Regions from separate parts of the Mus musculus genome. Here regions 2, 3, 4, 5, 6 and 7 are each linked to region 1. Evidence: chromatin contacts called from public ChIA-PET, HiChIP or PLAC-seq and promoter capture Hi-C data. All regions are on one chromosome and are shown on one strand. Each heading gives the region's core, a stretch centred on a gene start, on an enhancer-like site or on the middle of the called end of the contact. The rest is flanking DNA. Distances are from core to core; before and after follow the strand shown. Region 1 holds the start of Tnfaip3 (tumor necrosis factor, alpha-induced protein 3). Region 2 overlaps Map3k5 (mitogen-activated protein kinase kinase kinase 5). Region 3 holds the start of Map3k5 (mitogen-activated protein kinase kinase kinase 5). Region 4 holds the start of Pex7 (peroxisomal biogenesis factor 7). Region 5 overlaps Pex7 (peroxisomal biogenesis factor 7). Region 6 holds the start of Slc35d3 (solute carrier family 35, member D3). Region 7 has its middle 38 kb from the start of Il22ra2.

The links. Promoter capture Hi-C pulls out the DNA fragments that hold promoters and counts their contacts. ChIA-PET counts read pairs in DNA pulled down with a chosen protein or histone mark. HiChIP or PLAC-seq counts read pairs in DNA pulled down with a chosen protein or histone mark.
Region 2: an H3K27ac HiChIP or PLAC-seq map of thymic regulatory T cells shows a contact between it and region 1, with 4 times the contacts expected there. The contact joins the enhancer-like site here to the promoter of Tnfaip3 in region 1. A contact is called at or near these places in 2 of 39 promoter capture datasets (the C10 cell line and pre-B cells) and 1 of 115 datasets of contacts at active chromatin or transcription factors (thymic regulatory T cells).
Region 3: a contact with region 1 is called in an HNF4G HiChIP or PLAC-seq map of pancreatic cancer cells. The contact joins the promoter of Map3k5 here to the promoter of Tnfaip3 in region 1. A contact is called at or near these places in 7 of 39 promoter capture datasets (the SN4741 cell line, cranial neural crest, frontonasal cranial neural crest and 4 more) and 8 of 115 datasets of contacts at active chromatin or transcription factors (astrocytes, embryonic forebrain, embryonic stem cells and 5 more).
Region 4: a contact with region 1 is called in an RNA polymerase II ChIA-PET map of memory CD8 T cells, with 46 read pairs. The contact joins the promoter of Pex7 here to the promoter of Tnfaip3 in region 1. A contact is called at or near these places in 14 of 39 promoter capture datasets (the 3T3-L1 cell line, 3T3-L1-derived adipocytes, the HPC-7 cell line and 9 more), 3 of 484 Hi-C or Micro-C datasets (3T3-L1-derived adipocytes, liver and pro-B cells), 9 of 115 datasets of contacts at active chromatin or transcription factors (T-cell acute lymphoblastic leukemia, astrocytes, bone marrow-derived dendritic cells and 6 more) and 1 of 9 other capture datasets (adipose tissue).
Region 5: a contact with region 1 is called in an H3K4me3 HiChIP or PLAC-seq map of bone marrow-derived macrophages, with 3 times the contacts expected there. The contact joins the enhancer-like site here to the promoter of Tnfaip3 in region 1. A contact is called at or near these places in 5 of 39 promoter capture datasets (3T3-L1-derived adipocytes, the C10 cell line, embryonic stem cells and 2 more) and 3 of 115 datasets of contacts at active chromatin or transcription factors (bone marrow-derived macrophages, large pre-B cells and pancreatic cancer cells).
Region 6: a contact with region 1 is called in an RNA polymerase II ChIA-PET map of memory CD8 T cells, with 33 read pairs. The contact joins the promoter of Slc35d3 here to the promoter of Tnfaip3 in region 1. A contact is called at or near these places in 7 of 39 promoter capture datasets (the 3T3-L1 cell line, 3T3-L1-derived adipocytes, cranial neural crest and 4 more) and 4 of 115 datasets of contacts at active chromatin or transcription factors (astrocytes, double positive thymocytes, memory CD8 T cells and 1 more).
Region 7: a promoter capture Hi-C map of pre-B cells shows a contact between it and region 1, with 4 times the contacts expected there. The contact joins the enhancer-like site here to the promoter of Tnfaip3 in region 1. A contact is called at or near these places in 1 of 39 promoter capture datasets (pre-B cells), 1 of 484 Hi-C or Micro-C datasets (B cells), 2 of 115 datasets of contacts at active chromatin or transcription factors (the 230-238 cell line and large pre-B cells) and 1 of 9 other capture datasets (liver).

Annotation. Positions count from the first base shown.
Region 1 is chr10:19,013,838-19,017,005 of GRCm38.p6, forward strand. It overlaps Tnfaip3 (tumor necrosis factor, alpha-induced protein 3), which reads right to left and starts at 1,573. Exons shown (of 9, transcript NM_009397.3): 1 at 1,316-1,573.
Region 2 is chr10:20,004,010-20,007,177 of GRCm38.p6, forward strand. All of the region lies in intron 2 of Map3k5 (mitogen-activated protein kinase kinase kinase 5), which reads left to right. Among named protein-coding and RNA genes, the nearest start is that of Map3k5, 71 kb to the left of the region's middle. Within about 2 kb of position 1,647, at least 85 of the 459 cell types and tissues checked have an H3K27ac peak or open chromatin away from gene starts, as enhancers often do. A contact at or near this core is called in thymic regulatory T cells, where this site is marked.
Region 3 is chr10:19,932,927-19,936,094 of GRCm38.p6, forward strand. It overlaps Map3k5 (mitogen-activated protein kinase kinase kinase 5), which reads left to right and starts at 1,600. Exons shown (of 30, transcript NM_008580.4): 1 at 1,600-2,148. The coding sequence starts at 1,680.
Region 4 is chr10:19,905,958-19,909,125 of GRCm38.p6, forward strand. Pex7 (peroxisomal biogenesis factor 7) reads right to left here and starts at 1,717. Exons shown (of 10, transcript NM_008822.2): 1 at 1,502-1,717. The coding sequence starts at 1,616.
Region 5 is chr10:19,874,028-19,877,195 of GRCm38.p6, forward strand. All of the region lies in intron 8 of Pex7 (peroxisomal biogenesis factor 7), which reads right to left. Among named protein-coding and RNA genes, the nearest start is that of Slc35d3, 24 kb to the left of the region's middle. Within about 2 kb of position 1,509, at least 17 of the 459 cell types and tissues checked have an H3K27ac peak or open chromatin away from gene starts, as enhancers often do. A contact at or near this core is called in bone marrow-derived macrophages and liver, where this site is marked.
Region 6 is chr10:19,849,719-19,852,886 of GRCm38.p6, forward strand. It overlaps Slc35d3 (solute carrier family 35, member D3), which reads right to left and starts at 1,741. Exons shown (of 2, transcript NM_029529.3): 1 at 866-1,741. The coding sequence starts at 1,304.
Region 7 is chr10:19,658,635-19,661,802 of GRCm38.p6, forward strand. No RefSeq gene overlaps it. Among named protein-coding and RNA genes, the nearest start is that of Il22ra2, 38 kb to the left of the region's middle. Within about 2 kb of position 1,542, at least 19 of the 459 cell types and tissues checked have an H3K27ac peak or open chromatin away from gene starts, as enhancers often do. A contact at or near this core is called in the 230-238 cell line, B cells and pre-B cells, where this site is marked.

The DNA.
Region 1 (3,168 bases), core at 323-2,822:
CAAGTTTCCAGTTCTTGGATTTCCCCACATTTAGAGAATAAATTTTCCTGACATATTATTGTAATGTTTTATGGGTAAAAAAAATTTACAACATTACCCTTAACTTTTAAAAATATATTTGTTACCTCACTGCCTTACAGATAAATTTCCCAATTTTTGTCACAGGATCAATAAGATTCTATAGAACTTACTCATCAAAGTCTTTCCCCCAGTTTTATTTTTCCACTCTGAACAGATTTTTTTTTTTGTCTGCGATGTGGAAACTTATGTATTATTTATCAACAGATACCTCGGGCAACTGTTGGGAAGTACCCCTCCAAAAAAAGCAAAGCAAAGCAAAACAAAACAAAACAAATCCATACAAAGAACTGCAAAAGATCCAAGTAGCATCTCAGACAATAAGAATGGAGACCGGATCAGTTGCTCAATAATCTGGGACATCAGAAGGCTAACTAACTGTGATCAGTTCTCCAAACGGTGCCCCCACTTGACCAGACTAGCTTTCCAAAGAAAGATCAGAGACCAGGAGAAAACAAAGCATGCTCCAAAAAGAGCTCTTAATACCTCAGCTTTCCTGAGAGGCCAGGTGGCAGGATGTGGGACAACGGACCCGGACTGACAACACACTATCTCAGTGTGGAGTCGGGGCTGCAGCAGGGAGTCTTACATGCCACCTAAAGTGGAGTCCCCAACAAGCAGGCCAGAGAATCATTTCTGCATGCATACTCTTCTTAAACTGTGGCAACTAGAGACCTAGTGGCAATCTCAAAGCACGCCCCTCCCCTCCACCTCCCGCCCCGCAACCCTCCTCCCACAGATCACTGAAAGGTTAGCTGACCGAAGTCTCCAAGTTGGATTTGGTGGCCTCTGAGAAACCCATCCCCTGTTGGGCCAGTTGTGCACAATATGGGAAAAAAGCCCAACGCGGTTCTGCAAGGTCTACGTGCCTATGAACACGCTGCACTTGATTTCCAAGTGGGGGGGGGGTGTCACCCACGACCACACGACCTAGGAACCCAAAAGGTGACTGACTATTCATCAGCCAGCTGCAGCTCCTGTCACCCTGCAGGATCGAAAAGGAATAGCTAGCTAACTAGTCGGCTGAAGAAACTTCGGGCTGTCAACCTAAACACCTGGCACCGGGACCTCAACTCCGGCCAACAATACCCCAACTCCAGGATCCCTGCAAAGCCAGCGCAAGGCAGCTCCACACTGAGCTGGCCGTGCACCCCGAATCTGGCTGGCAGTGCACCCCACTGACCGAGGACCCCCGCATTCTGCTAGCCGTGCACCCCGCAGCCGGAGCATCGCTCACCTCTTGGGGCCGCGCGGAGCCCTCGCAGAGCCCAAGTGGCCGGCCGGCCGTCACTGGCGCGCGCCGCAGCCCGGGATCGTGGTCCGGGTCGTGGTGGGGGTCGGGCCGAGGCGGAGCCCCATGGACACCCGATCGGGCTCGCTGGCTGAGGGGGTGTGCACGTCTTTCGGCGGCCTGGCTCACCGCTCCGCCTCCGGCTCCGAAGACTACAGACTGGGCAGTTCCCTTTTTTGCCTTTCAGTTGTATGCTTTGCCAACAGGGGGATTTCCGATGGAAATTCCAGTCACGTGACCCGCGTGGCGCGCCGCCGACCGGCAGAGGGCGCTCTAAGCCGTGCCCGCCCCGCCCGGAGAAACTCCTAGGTCCCGCCCCGGGGTGTCCCCGCGTGAGTCACCTGGGCATTTCGGAAGCTGCCTTCCACGTCACATCCATGTGGAAATCGCGGTGATGGGAACTGGAAATGCAATAGGTTCTTTTTTATAGCTTCTTTTCTGAAGAAAATCAGCTGTGAAAAGGAAGGGAAATTAGAGAGAAAACCCAAAAAACCACCCAGACACACAGGACCTCAGGCTTGAAGCTTGGCTTTGAAGTCTGGGCTGTGCACGTGATGAGCACTTCAGAAAGAGCCCTCCGCAGGGTCCCGAAGGGAATTGACAGAAAAAGCGGCAGGGTTCTCCAAGCCATGTGTCAGCTTCAGGTTGGATGCAGTGCAGAGTGAGATCAGACCCCATGGTCCTGCAGTTTTTGAGTTACGGGGGGTGGGGGGGGGCAAGGTCAATTTCAGAGAGAATTAGATTCGCCTCCCCCACCCCCACTCCTACACACCCTCCATTTCTCCTTTATTTCCCTGTTCCAAGGAGCGTTTTAAAGTTTAGAAATTTCTTCAAGTTTATTGCTGGCTTTCCCCGATCCTTCTACAGTTGTTTTCTTAAGTATTGTTTGGCTGGCCTGAGAATTAGTTCGCCCCATGAAGCCAATGGAGGATAGCCTTCCACAATGCCCTGATTGATCCCCGACTTGCCTTTCTTGAGAGGGGAGAAAGCTTCGCTTCACTTAGACAGGGGCTTGAGCTCTGCAGAAAGAAGCGAAAATGCTTTTACCTTTCTGGAGAAAGTGGAGTGTGTATGGGGGTGAGGTGGGGTGGGGTGGGGATACTCTCTGCAGAGCTACACACTAGAAACTGAGGTGGCTTCATTCACTGGCCAGGAAGGGCCACTCTGAGAAGGTGACATTGAAACTCTGTGACAAAGAAACCTCCAGGCAGTCTAGAGATAAGACCTCAAGGGTCAGCCACATTTGATACATCAAGGGGCTGAGCAGAGCTCTCTGGGTGGTTGTGCTGGGGCTAGGGTGCAGGGTGTGAGGCTCTTCCCGGAAAGGAGCCGGGATCTGTTTGAGGGACCACGGGAGGTCTGCGGAGTGACCTGATGTTATTTTAAATAGTGTTTAGTGTGATTAATTTACTCTGTGTGTGTGTGTGTGTGTGTGTGTGTGTGTGTGTGTGTGTGTGTGAGTGTGTATCTCTAGGGTCCCCTGGCAGGATTCCTAGAAAATAGCGCAAACCAGATAGAAATACTCAGTGCCACTGGGACTTCAAGTGTGTTTGCCAAGTTGCCAGACTGTATATTGCCCGTTTGAACTAGAGACATGTGCTTCTTTCCCCAGTAGTGACTGGGCTAGAGGACAGCATTTTCTATTTGTAATGAGAGGCTTGAAGCAAGAGTACTGGCCACTACCCCAGGACAGGTCTAATGGCCATTACCCCAGCCCCACTCCCCACACAGGTCCTTCCCTACTCCGTTTCTATTTAAAACCTGCCAGTATTTGTCTTCTTCTTTACAGATGTTTTCAG
Region 2 (3,168 bases), core at 397-2,896, 990 kb after region 1:
CATTTTCACAATTTTCTTTAAATAGCATGTGAACTTCAAGTATCTATTAGTACTTACGGACAAGACTCTTCTGCTGAGAGTTCTGACTTATTTCCTGCATTTAAAATGGTCAGGGATCACTCAGTGTGTGGAGCAGACGTCTGGACCCCACAGGCTCCCTGGCTGTGGAGCAGATGCACGCCTCAAAAAGAAGTCCCTCCTCATCTCCAACAGCATGATAACTGAGTCTCCCAAAACAGAAGGAGGCAGACAACAGATTGTAGGAAGAGGCATACATATTTAATAATGTGCAAGCACCCAGGATCACACAGAATGTAAAATCAAAGAAGGGCCCAGAGTTAAAACATAAATATTTTCTTCATGGGAGAAGGGAGTAGGGGCATGTTTAGTTTTAGAGGAGGAGTGGATGGGTTTTTTTCCATGTGTGTGTGTGTGTGTGTGTGTGTGTGTGTGTGTGTGTGTGTGTGTGTGTGTGTGTATGTATGTATGTATGTGTGTGTGTGTATGTGTGTGTGTGAGAGAGAGAGAGAGACAGAGAGAGAGAGACAGAGAGAGAGAGATAGAGACAGAGAGAGAGGGAGAGAGAGAGATGCTTGGGTGTATATGCATATCTTTACATTGTGAACATGTATATGGATGCTTGCACATAGGTTCAGTGTGCATATAGAAGCCCAGGGTTGATGTATACATTTTTTCATTGAGGTAGGATATCTCAGTGAAACCCAAAGCTTGTTAGCAACATTGGTCTTGCTACTTAGAAACAGCAATCACAGGTGGGCTGTGCTCACCCGGCACACATGTAGGTTTCTGGGGATCTGACCTGAGGTCCTCAAACTTAGATGGCAAGCCCTTTAACCTCCAAGCCTCTCCTCTGCCTGGGATGGTTATCAGTGTTTTGGTTTTCTGTGCAGGATATTCACCCCAGGGCATGATGTTGCGCCCAAGTACTCTGTCACTGAGCTGCATCCAGGGCATTGAATGACACATACGTTTAGGGGTGATAAATAGGCCTAAGAACAGACATTCACCTGGGCTCCGAATGTGCCATGTGGTTTCAATTCTAGACTTTCTTACTGCTCATTGATCTTCTAGAGGAGCTGGCTTTTTAAATAGATAAGGACATTGGGGGTGGGGTGGGGAGAGGTGGAGGTGGGAGTGCACTCCAGAGAGGGAGAGACAGACAGACAGACACAGGGACAGAAACAGAGACATAGAGAGACAGACACAGAAGTGCGCGTGCGCACACACATACATACACACACACACACACACACACACACTAAGGTCAGAGAGACCTTGGTTCTGAGACTACCTTTTAGTTCAGAGTGCCCAACATAGCATGTTACTCTGGGATATTGTTTCTCTGGGTCCCAACAACCATTTCTTTCATCACCAGCAATTCTATTAAGATAAAACCCGTAGCCCCTGTGCTTCTTGTCTTTCTCCTTCCCTTCATCTGAGGACACCTCCTACCCACATTGGATCTGCTTGTACAACAGAGTAGAATGAAGAAATAAACAAACACTGATGAGCAGCATAAGATGGTTAGATGCTAAAGGCTCTCATAGATGCCTGGGGTGTGGACCAGTTACCAAGAGCTGCCTCTGCAGCCCTGCACCAAAACCAAAACCAAAACTGAAACCCAGAAACCCACTTGTAATCCAGGCAGCGCTGTGGTAACCAGGAGGGTAACCAGGACATTCTCCCGGCGGCAGCGAGATACATTGGCACAACTTCTAAAAGAGCAGTTTGGCAATGACTAATAACATCCTGAGATGGGACAGTTTTGACCCTGGATATGTATCGTAGAAAACATGGCTCACACAAGTAAGGAAATACCATCAAGGAGTTCTATGTAACGTAGTTTATAATTCTCCTTCTCTGCAAAGGAAAGAGTAAATACCTACTAGGGGAATGACTAAATACCTTGTGGTAGTTATTTAATGGACTACTATAGAGCTCTTAAGGTGGGTCAACTAGAATGCTACAGATGTACATCGGTATATTTTATGGTCATATGTGAAATCATAGTATATGTTTAAGGCATCGTAGCAGCTATCTAAAATATAATGTGCATGACTATGCATCAAATGTTTGCATTAGGGATGGGTAGAAGTGTGCTTGGGAATTGAGAATAATTACCTGTTAGGAGAGGGATTGAGGTGAGGGGTAAGAAGTCACATCTCTGATGTAATGTAAGTTTAGGGAGTACACAGGGGAGGCACATGCTCATATTTTAGACATTTTATATTGAAATACTTGATAATTAACAGTTCTGAAGGAAATGATTGTCTATGCCTATGTACGCCAGGATAACTGAATACATTTTGGGCATTTGAATTCCCAAATATTGTTAGTTTCTTTTCCCTCCTGTTCCGGCTGTGACTGGAGGTCTCAGATGCATCTTTTTCTCTTTCCGAGCGAGCATCTGCTTTTCTCCCACTTGTTCCACGGTAGAGGAAATGATTCTCCCGAGATGAGCAAGCTCATGGCCGATGGTGATGCAGCTCGTGCCAAATGCAACTGTTGTCCGTGGCAGTCTGTCTGTGTTTACCACATACTCTGGCTGGACATGGTGCGTGTGTTTCGACTGACCCCACATGCCCTCTCTATTATCTTCTGGTCGCCATCTGATCAGCATCTCTCTAGAAGTGACACTAGAAATCTCATGTGCACAAACCCAAATTTGTAACAACGTCATTAAGTCATCTCTTAAAAATAAGCTGCTTTTAAACAGCAGAGCAGTTCCTTAGGACATTAAAAATAGATTCCCAGCAGGATCCAGCAATCTTCCTTCTGGCTGGGTACACAAAAGGATTAAGAGCAAGACATGAAAGAAATATTTGTATGCCTGTGTTTCTAGGAAACAAGATAACTGAAAAGGGGGAGTGGCAAAGCTGTATTTTGATGGCAAGTGGGTGAGCATTCTGTACGACTGATGGAACCTTAGTCAGCCGTAAAGGCGATTCTGCCACATGCTGCAGTGTGGTTAATCCTTGGTTAGTTACCGTCATTGCCCTTTCAAGCCGTTCTGTGCCACCCTTGGCCTGTGATCTTGTTCTGCAGGGACAGAGGAACTTAATTTCCTTTAAACCTTGTCTAGGAAGTTGGACATTAAATCTGGGTTTCAGGTGCACATTTTTATATAACTGAAATAAATAGACATGA
Region 3 (3,168 bases), core at 350-2,849, 920 kb after region 1:
GGGGAGTACAATAAAGTCACAAAAAGGACCTTATTATTTGGAAACTATCAATAAAATACTGTAACAATTTAAGAATTGGGCAGTGTTCTGGTCTGAATGTGTCCCTCGCCCCCAGATTCCCCTTACTTAATACTGTGTTAAGTAAGGCTTTGGGGAGTTTGACATCCAATTTACATTTTGCCTCTTACATTTTGGCTTACTAACCTCAAGTTAGGAAATCCAAATCCTTTACGTATTGCAGCTTGCCTTGGCTTTCCTGACATGACCTACAGCATTCTGGGAGAGTTCTCTGGGAATTTACACATCTGGTTTTGCTTCCCAAAATAAGCGGGAGCTTTTTGATCACACTAAAGCAATCAAGCCTTTTCATTTGTGTATGGTTCAGTTTTAAAAAATGAAATAAGTTAACTTCTCTCTTTCAACTCTGAATGATAATTTTCCCATGCATTTTCTATCTTAGGTATCTGGCATTTTGAGGAAGGGGTGACTTTAAGATGATATATGAGAGTATTAAGTCATTCGGCAATGGAGCCAATCAATTACTCATTAACGATAACAGCGTAAGCAACTGGAAATTTTACAATGAAAAGTACCAGCGGCTGCCACGATAAATTTAGCCGACCACTTCTAAATTTAGCGCCCCTGTCACTTATAAACCACTTTCCATTTGAGGCCTGGGCTGTAGGGCGCTTGTTGGATCCTCCCGCCTCTCGGCACGCGTGTTGCCACGGTGCATCCAGCGCCACGCGCTGCCCACGAGCGGACCAGAACGAGCGAGGCGCGGTGGCTGCGCCCAGCGCTGCAAACGCCTGGCGGGCTGACCGGGACAGTGCGGGTTAGAGACTCTTCTTTTGCGCCGTCCCGCAGCGAGGCGCGCACAGGGTTTCAGCCCTCTTTCCCAGTTCTCTGAGGTCCCGGAGCAGTGGGTTCGGTCCAGGCTGCAGCTTCCCAGCAGCGCCCTCCTCAGGGGCGGGCCCTGGCTCTCTGTGCTGCAACGAGTGGGCGGCCACAGGCGGGTAGCCGAGAGGACGGGCGGCTGCGAGACGGTCGCTGGGACTCGGAGGGCGCGGCGAACCGGTGAAAGAGGAAGGGAAGGAAGGAAGGAGGAGGTGGTGGTGGAGGAGACGGAGTCGGTGCAAGGGAGCTGTTGCGGAGCAGAGAGGCGGATCCTTTCGGGAGCGGCCACGGAGGTTCCGGGACGCGGCTCGGGGTAGCCCGCCCACCGCGCGTAAGGTGTTCTCCAGGTAGCGCCGGCACCCAGAGGGCGCCCTCGCCCGGCCCGCGCTCGGCAGGCGACAGCTCGCGGCTCCCCGAGCGCGGCGCCCTTGAGCCGGGCTGCGCAGGTTGGCCGCCGACTCGTCCGCCCGCCAAGAGGAGGAAGCTCTGTCCCTTCCCGCTCGCCGCGGCCGGCGTCCCCACCCCGTGGACTCTCCACCCTGCAGCGGGCGAGCGGCGTGGCCACGGAGGCGCCGAGGAGGGGCGAGCCGCCGCCGGGCAGCGGCGTGGCCCCGGGGGACAGGGCGCCCGAGCGGAGGCGGCGGCGGGGCGGTGAAGGCGCGGCGCGCGATGGCAGCTGCCTAGCCCGGCGCGCGCGGAGCAGCCCGGAGCTGTGGCTAGCCAGACGGTGCGTCTGGGCTGGGGACTCCGGGGTCGCCGCCGTGGCAGCCCGGCAGGCAGAGATGGGCACCGAAGCCGGCGAGGGCATCACTTTCTCCGTGCCGCCCTTTGCGTCCGTGGGCTTTTGCACCATCCCGGAGGGCGGCAGCTGCCGGAGGGGAGGAGGAGCGGCGACGGCGGCGGAGGGAGAGCCGAGCCTGCAGCCCTTGCTTGTGCCGCCGCCGCCGCCACCGCCGGGCAGTTTCTGGAACGTGGAGAGCGCGGCGGCTCCCGGCACCAGCTGCCCTACCACCGCCCCCGGGAGCAGCGCCACCCGAGGCCGGGGCAACTCTGGCAGCGGGGGCGGCCGGCGTACCACCGTGGCTTATGTGATCAATGAGGCGAGCCAGGGGCAGCTGGTGGTGGCGGAGAGCGAGGCCCTGCAGAGCCTGCGGGAGGCGTGCGAGGCGGTGGGCGCCACCCTGGAGACCCTGCATTTCGGGAAGCTGGACTTCGGGGAAACCGCCGTGCTGGACCGTTTTTACAACGCAGGTGAGTGGCAGCTCGGCTCGTTGCTTTGCCCAGCCGGTTTCTCCTGGCTGTCTTGGTTGGGGGGGGGGGGGGATTTTTGTTTTGTTTTGTTTTTCGTGGGCGGGAAGCAAGCTTCCTATTTACATCACGCCTCACCTTGAGAGCGGCAAGAGTGGTTGCAGGACTATTCAGGCCGGCCGCTCCTAGTTGAGGGTGTGCTGGTGCAAGTGACTGTATTTGTGCGGGAGATCCTCCGCTGATTTATTCATTATCCGGCAGCGAAGACCCTGGGTCCAAGTACAAGGCTCGGAAAAACACTTCCTCCCACCATTGCGAATAATTGCTTCAATCACTTCTCTTCAGTTAGGAGGTGGGTAGGTTTTGCTTTTGCAAACACACACCTGTGGCCCACTGAAGTGATGTTCTGTTCTCTGTGCAGTCTTGGGAGTACAGAAATGCCCTTATGCTAAGCAGCCAGCTGTGTGCAGAGTTTCGTTTGAGTTTTCAAAGCGCGGCCTGACCTTCCCCAACTCATTTCACCTTCGAGTTTTGGTGGCTTCAATTTCCCATTCTCTTACTACTTTGAACGGTCAAATAACTATATGTTGGAGTAAAAGCACCGTGAAACACACCAAATGTGTGTGATCTTTGTTAGAATCTTGCCCAAAGAACCAGTTTTTTTTGTTTTGTTTTTTGTTTGTTTGTTTGTTTTTTTAAAAAATTACCTCAGATACTGTGGTGAGTGGAAGAGTTTATAATTTGGCATGGTTTAAAGAGTTCCCATGCAATTTTAATGACAGATTCGGTTGACTATTAAAGTGATTGTTAATGTAATCCACCGGAATGTCTCCCTTTTAGTCCATTTCAGATTTCAAAAACTGTTAAGAGAGTTCTGATGACTAAAGCAATTAGCCAGCCGTCTGTCAGCAAATGTTAGGAATGGTTGTGTGCTACTGAAATCCAATGGGATCAAGTAAATAGACATGCTAATTTTTATAATCGTGGTGGTGGGAAGCCTGGTTTTTGTCTTCAAACACAGTG
Region 4 (3,168 bases), core at 467-2,966, 890 kb after region 1:
GAGTCATCTATGATGAAATCTTAAACATTGTGGACCAGCTTTAACTACCACAAATTTCCCATAAAATAACTGCAACCGTATATACAGAACAATTAAAAGTTACATAGTATGCTTCAGTCCTTAAATATCCAACTTACCATCTGGCCAGACTGGAATCGGAACACCAGTCTGGGGAAACGCATCAGAGTGCCAACTCACACCGGGCCTGGTGCTAGGCACGCAAACCTTTCAAGCTGGAGCTAATAACAGAAGACAAGGAAGGCTTGTGCTTACAAACCCCCAAGACTGTGGTTCTCCCCTGCTGATACACGCAGAACACACCAATCACAGCATTTTAAGACAGTATATGTGGAAATACCATATACTCGTTGGTCAGGTGTTGAAAACAACATTAACTTCAGTTATGTGCCAACAATCAATAATTTTTGCTGAAAGACTAATGTCTCTTTCTCTCCCCCATCTCACACTCCATTAACATCTGTTCAAAGGGAATCTGCACTTGAACTTTACAAGGTAAGATGACTAATTACTATGCTCACATGCACATTCAACTGTTCAAACTAGAGTCTTCACAGAATTTCGCTTTGAGTTTTTGTGATCAGTGAGGTGGGTAAAGTGTTAAAGATCTTCCACTTAAACGTAACTGATGAAGAAGAAAAAAAAAAGTCAACTGTCAGGTCAGAGACCCGACCCCTTCCATGTGCAGAGCCAGCTTCTAATCCCAGTACCCACTTGGCAGCTGACAACCATCAGTAATGGATCCAACACCCTCTTTGAATCTTCTCTTCTGACCTTAGCTGGCACCAGGCATGGTTCACAGACATACATACAAGCAAAAAACTCAGACACACACACAAAAAATCTCTAGAAAACAATTCCTAATTATACCAATTTCTTGTAAGAAACCTTTATAAAAGTCTAAAGTTTGATGGCCAAGAACTGTGAACCCAACCGTGAAAGCACTAAGCACTAATGGACAAACTATACGGAAACAAGTTTATTTACCACTACTTTTCAGAAATCGTATTTTTTTCCTGCAGTAAACAAGTATTACAGATCACTGACATTATGCAATGGTTTGCCATACACTGCTCCTGTGCATAAACAGCAGATGGGGTATAAGTTAAAATAAATGGCTTGAGCACTTAGACATCTCTGCACATTTATCCACTTCCCCTAGAACAACTAAAAGCGAGCACAGAATTTTCTAGTTTTTTTTTTTTTCTTTTTCAAGAAAGGGCCAGCGTCTCCCTAAGTCTCTGTTGAGGATGGCTTTGAACTGGTGGCTCTGTTGACTCCACCTTGCAAGTACTGACAAGTGCATCCTTCTTACAGAAGGGAAAGGACTAGCTGTAGACTTCCCCTGGGCTCCAATGCCAACTCCGCAGAAAGGGGGACCTAGGAGGGAGGGCCGAGCTCTGTCGCCCCCTGGCGGTGGCGGCGGCACCGCGCGCTCAGCGGCGCGTCCTACGCCCGCCCCGGAGGCGCGGCCCGCGCTCACCCGCGATGCCGTAGTGCTGCGCCGCGGCACAGGCCAGGCGGCCCGGCAGGTACGGAGAGAACTCGGCCGCATAGCCGTGGCGGCCGGGCACCCGCAGCGTCCGCGCCGCGCTCATTCCGCTCGCCCGCCGTCACTCGGCCTCCCGGCCCGAGCGCGGAAACAGTCTCGAGGTAGAAGTGCCCCACTGCGGCTCACTGAAAGTCCAGGAAGGCCGGGCGGAAGTGACGACGCCGACGCCCGGAATCCTAGATTTTGATTGGGCTACATAGAAAAGGGAACTGACGCCGCGAGGACCATTTTTCTTTTGGGCAAAAATCCAATGATTTGCTCTAACTAAAATCAACTGGTCTTTCAGAGATTATTCTAGACCTAAAAGAGAAGATACTCGCTAGGAGTCACTTCAGACAGTTGTTCACGTTTAATTGCAACCTCCATGTTTTTTTTTTAAATAAAAACCTTGTGTTTTTATTAATTGCTTGAACTTTAAAACTTTGCTATTCTGACATTTTCCTGATGGTTACGAAATAAAAGCCACAACAAACTCGGAAAGCAGTTAGTGAGTCCAAGGGCAACGAATGGAGTACTAGGTTGCCCAAGGTAATTTGAATCCAGACAACAATGAAGTTAAAGGATAGGACTATTATCATGTGCAATTTGCGGTCTATAGGTTTTATGTAGTTAGTTGCACTATGCAGATATATTCCAGTAATTAAGGAAGACTTGGGCTCATTAATTTCTTCATTCAAATGTTTGCCAAGCATATGCAATGTGGTAGATGAATGTGCAGTTTGCCAAACCAAACACTGAAGAGTGAAAGAGACTTGTTAATCATTAAACCAGTCAACCTGCACAGACCAAGTCATGTACCAAGCTTGGTGCTAGACTTTTGCATTCAAAAGACCCACTGGGATACGTGGTTGAGCTCAAGAGATTACAAGACTTGAAAGCTGTCAAGTGTAATCAAAATGCTATTGATGCTGTGATGAATATACACAGATGTTTTTAGGGTAGGGTGTCAGGGAACATTTTAGAAAGGAGATAATCTAGGGTGAATTCATACAAATGACTTTCTCTAACTAAAAAGTTGGAAGCCATTGTGGGATCAGGAGAAGGGTGAAGAACCCAGGAAACCTAAAACCGCAAGGGATGGTAGCTGCCAGGACTCAGTCTAGCCTGATAGAGAAAGAGCACTTTGGGTAGATTCCACCTGGTGAGAGAAAATCAAATGCTCCAACATGAACTCTTGTATTGTACCCCATGCCCAAGGAACTGTGCTGCAGCTTAAATAATAGAGATCTGTGCAAGTTTTCAGATATGGATCATTTAGTGAGTTATCATTCCCAAGCAACAGTAACTGGAGGCTAGAGATTGGCAATGGAGTACAGTTAGAGACTTTAGCAACAACTCAAGCAGAAGATGCTATAGTTGGGTAATAGTGTTTTGTTGAGAATTATGGAAAGGTGTGGAGAGGGTACGCTTAAGGGTCAAATGAAGACAAAAAGCTTAAATGGTTTCCAACTCTTAGTATAGTACTTATCTAGACACAGGAATTGTTTATTGAAATAAGGACAATGGAGCATTAATAAACTCCAGTTCTGCATGTTGACTGTGTACTGTGTGCAGTACTTGAATACAGCACAATGGAGTCCAGCCAAGCCTTCTTACTT
Region 5 (3,168 bases), core at 259-2,758, 860 kb after region 1:
AGGAAATGTTGGTGCCCAGTGAATTAAGTTTAGGAGCCACCATGTAAACGCAGTGCTTCTTAAGTATACTTCAACAGACACAGAATTGATAAATCTACCCTCAGACCAAGAGCACTTTCAGGCAGAAAGAAAAAGCCAACAAAGTGATTCTTAACCCTGGCTACACTGAAATCAACTGAGAAGAAATGTTAAAAAAAAAAAAAATAGCCGTGGTGGAGCACACCTTTAATCCCAGCACTGGGGGTGGGGGGGGGTGGGGGGGCAGGTGGATTTCTGAGTTCCAGGCCAGCCTGGTCTACAGAGTGAGTTCCAGGACAGCCAGGGCTACACAGAGAAACCCTGTCTCAAAACAAACAAACAAACAAGCAAATAAATAAACAAAGTCAATGACTGAGTCCCCACTGTAGAGGAAGGCATGACCCAGCAACTGCATCACTGATTTTTAGTTTTCAAACTTAAACTCACATCAGAATCACCTGGAGGACTAAGTACAAACAAATTGAAAGGCTCTGGAATTGCCCAAGAAGTTTTGGAAGAAACAAGTCTTAAGTGCTGGTTAGGTGGCTGTCCCAGGATGGTACTGTGGGAATCACTGCCCCAAGACCGCTACAAATGAGAACTTATTCACACTCTTTTGACTCCATCAAGACTCTGGGGAGGAACAAATACGTTAGAGATAAAGTCCCAGAGGTAAAGTAACACGCTATTATTTCATGTGAATTATCTTTGCCTACAAGGCTGTTTTCTTCTACATTATTAATAGAACGCAATGAAATACAATGTTAGCTCCTTCTTCCCAGTAATAAAAAAAATTAAGATGATCCAAGCCTGAGTCTCACTTTATCTTCAGCAAGGTTACTCAGGTAGCACCATGGATGGTGCTTTTGTGTGAGGGTCTGGGGAGATAGCTTAATCAGTAATGCGTTTGCCGTACAAGCACGAGGACCCGAGTGCCACTCCCAGGACCCATGTAAATAGCCAGACATGATATGGTGGTGACAAAGTCAGGAGGCTCAATGGCAGCCAGTCTAACCTAATCCAGAGAACCAGGTTCCACTGAGAGACCCTGTCTCAAGACAAACAGACAGACAGACACACACACACACACACACACACACACACCTGCTTTTATACATCTGCTTTTGATCATCACCCAAATTTCAAGGTACATACAGATGTATAAGTTCATTTCTCAGCTTAGGGACTAAGCTAGGGACAATCTCGAAATCCTCGATACCATACCTAATGGTCTAATCTACCTCTTTACTCAATCAGGGGAGCTCAGGAGATCATGCAGAGGCACCATCTAGGATTCTCTGGGTAGTTTTGATGAATACTCTGAAGCTTAACACAGGCCTGCACCAACTCAGCCCCCTACCTTCTGGAACATAGAAAATTCCATATGCTAAAGCCCATGCCAAAACTCCATTAGGCAAACAACTTGCATTTAAAACCAACACCCTAAGGAAATGATGAGCCAGCATAAATGTAAACGTCCATAACAGAGTTCAGAAACTTCCTCCTTCGTTTAGTATCTTTGTAAGCACTCAGTTCATGCTCGCTCTCAGCCGCTGCACTGTCTCTTGCTAGCTGGCATGAACTCAAGTGCTCACCTCCTACTGTCACCAAACACATCTTCTGCAATGACTTTCAAGAAACTAGACATGCCTGTGGTTACAAAAGAACTCGATTGTTTAATGGCACATAAAATCCAACACTGAGACTCATGATGAAGTCATGGGCCCACTATTTGATTCTTACCACTTTTAGGGGAGCTTAGAGATAAAAATCATAGCCTAGGAAACAATTTTACAACGAGGTAAAAGTTATCCATACTTATCAGCATCTAAATGCTCGATGATCGGCACCAACGGGAAGCTATTTGGTTTTTTTGTTTGGTTTTGATTCTGGAGCTAATAACTGTAACAAAAATTAAGTTTAAATAAATTAATGGTTAATTTTGGAAAACTATTCAGCAGTTTTCAAAGATGACTTTTAAACAGCCACAAATATCCAGAAGTCATACCATGCTTACAATGTTCAAGGTGAAACATTATAAAAATTCTAGACTTAGCTTCTCTGTCAAAATGAATTAATTATAATATTTCAATTAAAACCTTAATCAGATCAATATTTTCAAGAGGCAAGCTCCCATTCATTACAGCAAGCATCAAGCCTAGAGTACATGATGAATTAAAGAAAGCCATTAGGCTGATGGGAGGCTGGCTCTGGGAGTGCTCATGGCTGCGGTCCACAGGCATGCAGGATGATGGATAAAGAATGCCACATCTCAACAGGAGGAGTAAAGAAAACGTTCCCATAAAGCTCATTGTGTATGTGCACAAAGAGTCATGAAAGAGGTTTCATGAAACCTCTTTCATGACTCTTTGTGCAACTCAATCTTAAATATTTTAGTAAAGAGAAATAAAATTGGAAAAATTTTATTTTTCAAGTAAATTTCAAGAAACTGGACATCCCTGTGGTAACAAAAGAAGTTGACTGCTTAAAAATCCGACACTAAGACTCAAGATGAAGTCATGGGCCCACTTATGAAATAGTATCAATATCAGTATCTTGATCAGTAATGTCACAAGAACAGCACATTTGACTGTTAACTCCCCTGGGAAAGTGGGACTCAGAGCTAGGGAGAGTTTTGCAGAACAACAGGCAGCAGATGATACTCTCTAGCAAGAGCATCACGTCCAAACAGTAAGAATCATTAGACTCACAGCCACTGCCCAGCTGGGCTGACTGTTCCTTAGCTACACCACATGAAATACTTAATGCTCCCGCTGTGAAGCCGCACAGCTATGGATTCATCCACCAGGGCCGCACGGTGGTAGACTGTCTGTATAGCTTACAGCCGCTCTCTTTTCTTACCGTAACTCCCTACTCAGCAGGCACTGGGCACAGAGATAGGGAGGAGCCAGGAGCCAGACAGAGAATAAGAGAGGAGACATGAGGAGCCAGACAGAGATGAAGAGAGAAACACAGAAAAAGCAGACCAACAATGCTGTTTCTTTTCTTGTGACAGGACATGGAAGTATGAAGAAAAGAAAGGAAAGCCGCCCCCAAGAGGGGCTGGAAGCCGCAGCAGCAGGTACTCAGAGTGAAGGACCTCAGCTCCTCCCTCAGACCCGAGAAACACCTCCCCTTTCCACTACCTGC
Region 6 (3,168 bases), core at 491-2,990, 840 kb after region 1:
CACAGGGTTGGGTATCCACTCCAGGAAGCATGTCGCCTTGGGGGGAAAACCCTTAGCATCCCAATTCTGCCCACGAATTTTCCGAGTGCCCAACAGAAACCCTCCTTGCCTCCATCTCTGTGTCAAAATGCGACCGTCAAGCCGAGCTAATGTACCCGGTCTTCCTCTAGCCAGGGCGAAGGCCAGGGGGAGATCAGATGCTCTCTGGGTAGGCTCCTTGGGGTCCCTGAAGCCTGCACGGAGGCCACCTGGGAGGGTGGTTCCCGCCCCGTGGGCACCGGAAGGGACAGGGAACCCCAGCTAGCGGCCTCAACCGAGTGCGGGCACGGCCCCGGAAAGAGTGTTTCCCCTCTGCCCGCAGCTGGATTCCCCGGGGGTCCTCCCCGCCCCTCCTGCCCTTGAGCCCCGGGGCGGTTCCTTTTGCCTAGGGCCCGGGTACTGAGCCCAGGTTGCTCAGGCTTCACTCCCGTCTCTCCAGCTCCCCAACCCCGCGTGATCCGAGGAAGTTCCCGGCCCCCTTCCTTCCGGCTCAGTGCAGGGCTGGACTCCAGTTCTCTGCGCTGGCGACTCTCCATCCCTCCTGAGGAAGGGGCTGAACAAGAAAGACCCGGGTGGGGGAGGAAAGGGGTGGGGGTGGGGTGGCGGAAGCCTGGACACCTGGGGGGCAGGGCTGATGGAGGAGGCTTGAAGGCTGAGAGAGGCTGCGCTGGGTCTCAGAAGAAAAGTCCCTTTTGTGATCCCAAGGACCACTCAAAGCTCCCTGCCTCAGTATCCCCATCTGGCAGTGAGGGCGTTGCACCGAGTGGTCCCAGCGGTCTCTACCGGGTGGGTTGGGTGGACCAGGGTTGACGCGGGTCCCGCTCACCTGCCAGGGCGGCGCCGCAGGTGGTGATGAGCACGGCCGCTAGCACTCCGGGCGAGGGCGCGCCGTTCTTGAGCACCAGCACACCGATGAGCATGGTGACTAGGGGCAGGCAGCGCTTGAAGACTACGTACATGGGCAGGCTGAGGCCGCGCAGCGACCAGAGAGTGAGACTGGACTGCAGCGTGGAGAGCACGGCAACCCCAGCGAAGGAGCGAGCTAGGCTCAGGCCGAAGGGGGGCACGGCAATGAGCCCCAGGCGCCGCAGCAGCTCCAGGCTCAGCGCGGCGGTGGAGCTGGTCAGGCACTGCACCAGGGTCAGGAAGGAGAACTGGTAGCGGCTGATGAGGAACTTGAGCAGGATGTTGAGGGAGCCAGAAAAGACCCCGTGCGCGATCGCCACCGAGATGCCCAGCACGCGGCCCCGGCACAGCTGCCGCATCGCGCCGGCCCCGCCGTACCCCGCCGTGGCGGAGCTCGAGACTCGCAGGAGGTCGGCGGGGAGGCGCAGAGCGAGGGCAGCGGGGGCGCGGGCCGGGCGGCGGGACGAAGCGAAGGGCAGGGAGTGCGGGCTGGGCTGCGGAGGGCAGCTCCAGCCGGGCGTCCTCCCGGCTCAGCAGCTCCGCGTGCGACTGCCCCGCAGATGCCGGGAGGCGGGGGCGGGGGACTCCGAAAAGTGGCAGGGGTGGGGGACGGGTGTGAGAGGAGTGGCGGGAATCCTAGAGACCGCGACTTGGAAGTAGGTGAGGATCCCTGATGAGCTGTGTCCCGTGTGGTTCCTGGGTCAGAAGGATGCTCTGCGGAGTGCGGACTGGACCTGCTGAGGCGGCTGCCGCGGGGCGGGTGGAGCCTGCTTCCCTGGGGCATCCAGCGCCCACCGGGGTCGGCTCTCCGGGCGCGGCACCTCCTCCCTTCCCACAGTGGCAGAGCAGCGGGGTGCGTGCTGGGGGATCCCCTGCACAGCTAAAGACGGTATTAGAAACAACGCTCCAGCACTGAGCACCGTTCATTGGTCGCAACAAGTGACGGCGCCCCCAGCCCGGTGGCCCGCGAGTTGCAGCGGATTTTCCACCCACGGTCTCTCTCAGCGCTGCACGGGAAATGAGACACGTCGGTGCTGGAGGGCGGCGGGCCCCCTGACATTAGATCCCAGGGCCTTAAAAGAACCAGCTGCTGGGGAGTGCTTTGGAGCCCCGAAGTTGGCCTTTTCTGGTGCCAGGCTGTGAGCTTGGGTTCTGCGCCCCTCCCAGAAAAGGTCCTGAGATCCTGCGTGGCGCTGCAGGAGCTTTCCTTATGGAGAATGGCGTCTGGGCATCGGGTCGTGGGAATGGAGGGACACACTTAATTTAGGCAAAGATATAAAATAGGCAAAAGCAGACACTAACCGAGGGCAAGCTGATAGTACTAGCAGTGAAGGAGCGTGAGGGGAAGGAGCCCAGAGGCCAGGTAGAGATAGATGGACTGCTGAAATGACGAAAGGGAGAAAGCAGAGGGTGTGTGACGCAAGGATGAACCATAGACACTCCACCCTGTCCAGGTGTTCCGGAGAACGGTTTTTGAATTCCAGGGAACCGGCTTCAGATAGTAGGATTGTGTGGGTACCACTTTCCCTCGCCAGAGAGCACTCCTCTGCCCCATTGTGAAAAGTGCGCATGTGTTCCTCCCTACTTTACCTTTTGTGACTACCCCCACCCCCACTCGCTCCAGGTCCTTCCACCCCCACCCCAGTGAGGCTTTGATCTGAATTCACTTGCAGGCAAGTTACGTTCTGACCCTCAGAAAACTCAGCAGCGCAGAGCCACTAGCTTGGCTTCTGTAATTGCCAGCTACAGTCGTTTTTTTTTTTTTTTTTTTTTTTTTCCCATGCTATTTAAAATTTATAGTGATGTCCAAGCTTCCGCTGAGAAGCTAAGGATTTGAGGTCTCTGGTCTCTGTGTCACGTCCCTTTCAGTCACTGGGGTCTCATCTCTTAACGACTGGAATTTCAAACCTTTAAACACCACATCTCCTTGCCTGGGCACATGGGTACATTTCCTCGAAATCTTTTATCTTTATGGTTTTCCACTTCTATGATGCACCCAACCGTGGGGTACAGATGTAGAAACGGATTATAAGCTCAGCAGGAGGAAGAAATTGGAACAGGAATTAGAACCAGGTTCACTGCAGTTTCTCATGTGGGCCAGCTTTTGTATTGTGGGTGCTCTCGTGAGAAAGCACACCATCTCAGCCATAGGCAGGCTTAGGCTAGCGCCCAGCACAGCCACCTGCTGTGTCCCTGACAGGTGTGCACTCAGGTAAGTATGGG
Region 7 (3,168 bases), core at 292-2,791, 640 kb after region 1:
CAGCCTTCTGCTGTCTAAGCCAGCTGTAGTTCTCAGATTAGACTAATTATTTCCTGGCGAAGGTAGGAAAGGGTCTTGGCTGCCATCAAGGTGTGTCACGGACTTCCTGTTTCATGCAAGGCCTGCTATTGCCTCCTTCCTTCTAATTTTCATATACGTCCAGAGTAACCTGTCTAAAACTAAAGTTAGACCACGGCTGAAATCAGTCCCTCAATGCATTCGATCAGGATCCTCTAATACAAAATCAATAAATATCAAATGTGCCCAGTTCTAAACCACGAAGCATAAACAGAGAGCAAACCAGAAGGCTGTTGTTTATCCTCTGAGTCTCCAAAACAAGCGCTTCACTGACAAAGTAACTTAAAGGTTGCTCTTTGGACAAAGATGTTCAGTTTTCTACCAAAGTACAAATACATTTGTCTCATAAACAGGAAGAGAATTTCCTTCCAGGATAGATGGCAGCAAAATCTCAGCCTCAAACTTCTTCAGTATAGTATATATAAATATTATGGGCTCCTTGACTGAAAGGAAGGTGAAGATATTCTAAAATTAGGTTGGTAAAAATTATAACTCTTCAAACCCTTATATTACTTGAGTTTTTAAGTTCAGCTAACATATTCTTTTCTGACTCTGTTTATGAATCCGGTAGCATTTTACAGTCACTCCTAAGAAAGCTTCCATAATTTTCTTACTTTAAATATCTATAAATTTGAAGGTTTCCGCCTTTGTGTTTTTCAGTGCTTTACCGAAGGACAGAAGAGTTGTCAGGAACTGTAGACGATGCGATCTTCAATCTACTTGGAAGCGTCCAAGTGAGCTTTTCAGCACTTTGTAGATGCTGGCAGAAGACAGACTCCTGAATCAGACAAAGGTCTTTTGATAGCATCAGAGAACACCATCTTGTAGCAGTTCAGTGTGCTAGGTTGGGCCCCAAACATCACGCGCTAATTCCTTTTAACGTGTTATCCTGAATGATAGCCAGGAGCGACAACAACAAAGCACTAGGTAAAAATAAAGCTGTGTTTATTTGAAAAGGAGAGACTTTAGGTAATAATTGATTTTAGGTCATCAACTACAACAAGTATACCTTAACATCTGATGCTAAAAGTAGAAAACTAGATGTGTAGTACATGTGAGCTCTTTGTGCAACCTTCATAATGATCTTGCTAATTTTAAACTTTTCTGAGTTTGTTTCTTATTTTAAGAAGAGTATACTAAATATTTTGTGGCAGAGCATATTTTGCTTGTATTAGAACCAGTGAGAAAATTGGAGCCAACCAATTGAAGGTCAGGAAGGCTGGGAGCAAGACTGGCTGAACTGTCTGCTGACCCCTGCTTTTTTTTTTCCCCACCAGTGGGACAGAAAGATGCATGTTTAAACTGCAGCAACATCTGCCACAGGTGGCTATTTCAGCCACTTCTTCCATGGCAGTAATTAGAAGAGTCTTACATCAAGAAGAGTGAACAGCACCTAACCACCGGAAGCAGAGCTGACATTGCTTGGGAAGTGAAACATCTCTGCTGTCTGGAGGGAACCAGGTCGTCTTGGTGTCTGGATTCCCCGGGGATTTCTTACCAAAGTGTCATTATCAGCACTTGGTTTACCACAGGACATGGCTCTCCGGTAGCCTCTTTTCAGTTAGCGGCCCACCTTGACAAACATGAACCCTTATCTGCAGACAATAACTACCACCCTGAGAGAAGAGAGAGGGAGCTGAAGACTATTGGCCGCATTAGTCCTCTACCACCTGAATTCCCACACTGTGCACAGCCAGAGGAGAAGGATCTGGGCGAGAAGTGGGTTACAGCGCAGGAAGCAGGCCCACTCCAGAGGCCCATTCATTCTGCAATGATTTGTATCTCTAGCAAGTCCAGAGACAATGACTGAGACCCAGGTTGAGCCCCGATTTAAGATCTACTGGTTCAAATGATCACAAGAGCACCTTTCTGCTCTCATGTTTGTTAAATTTATTTGTCTTGAATTCACGCAATGGTAAGAATCACCTAGAATGGCCAACTCTACAACTCAGCCATCCCCACTTGAGACTCTCTGCCTACGACCCTTTGGTGAGCATCTATGGTGTTTCCTGTCACTTTATTATGCCAACAGTCAAGGGAACACCAATGAAGGAATAATAGTGGATATTCAGACAAGTGGATGGGTTCCAAAAAAAAAAAAAGGAGATGGCTGAAGTAGAGGATGAGAAGACCCCAACAGGGCCCTGGCTCGGTGTGTGCAAACTGTTTCAACCACTTAACACAGGCTTTGTTAATACACTACTAATCCCACGGATAGGGAGCAAAAAACTCAAAGAAATACACTCAGTCGGTGTGTTCTCAGATCAAGGAACTATACTGGAAGATCACTGATGGAACTTTAAGGCCGCTGAGTATATTGGAAATTAGTGTCCTCAAACATTTAACATCTGCATAAGAAATCTTTTGCTTTCTCAGTTGTTTTGTTTTCTCTTGGGTATATGGTGGTGTTCAAACACAAAGTTGGTATGGTGGGTACCTAGAACATGTTTTTATCAACTTAAATATCAAGAGGAAACTCTTGAAAGAACAGTAATATTTATTTTTGATTAGAATGGGAGTACATGGGCCATAGTCAGCTATGAAAACATTCACAGATTTGAGTAATGGGAAGCTGTTCTATGTCTCTGTGTGTATGTGTGTGTGTGTGTGTGTGTGTGTGTGTGTGTGTCTGTGTGTCTGTCTGTCTGTCTGTCTCTCTATATGTATGTCTCTGCTTCTGTCTGAATGTGTGTCTCTCTCTCTCTGTGTATATCTTTGTGTGTGTATGTCTCTTTCTGTGTGTGTATGTTTCTGTGTGTGTCTGTCTCTTTCTCTCTCTGTATATGTCTCTGTGTCTGTCTTTCTGTATGTGTTTGTCTGTCTGTCTCTGTGTGTGTAGGTCTGTGTGTGTGTCTGTCAGTGTGTGTTTGTCTGTCTCTGTGTGCATGTGTCTGTCTCTCTCTGTTTCTCTATGTGTGTCTGTCTCTGTGTGTGTGTGTCTATTTCTCTCTCCCTCTCTGTCTCTCTCTGTCTCTGTCTCTGTCTCTGTCTCTCTCTCTCTGTCTCTCCCTGTGTGTGTGTGTGTGTGTGTGTGTGTGTGTGTGTGTGTGTGTGTAAAAGGCTGTGGTAGATTGTGTTTCTGACAGTGAT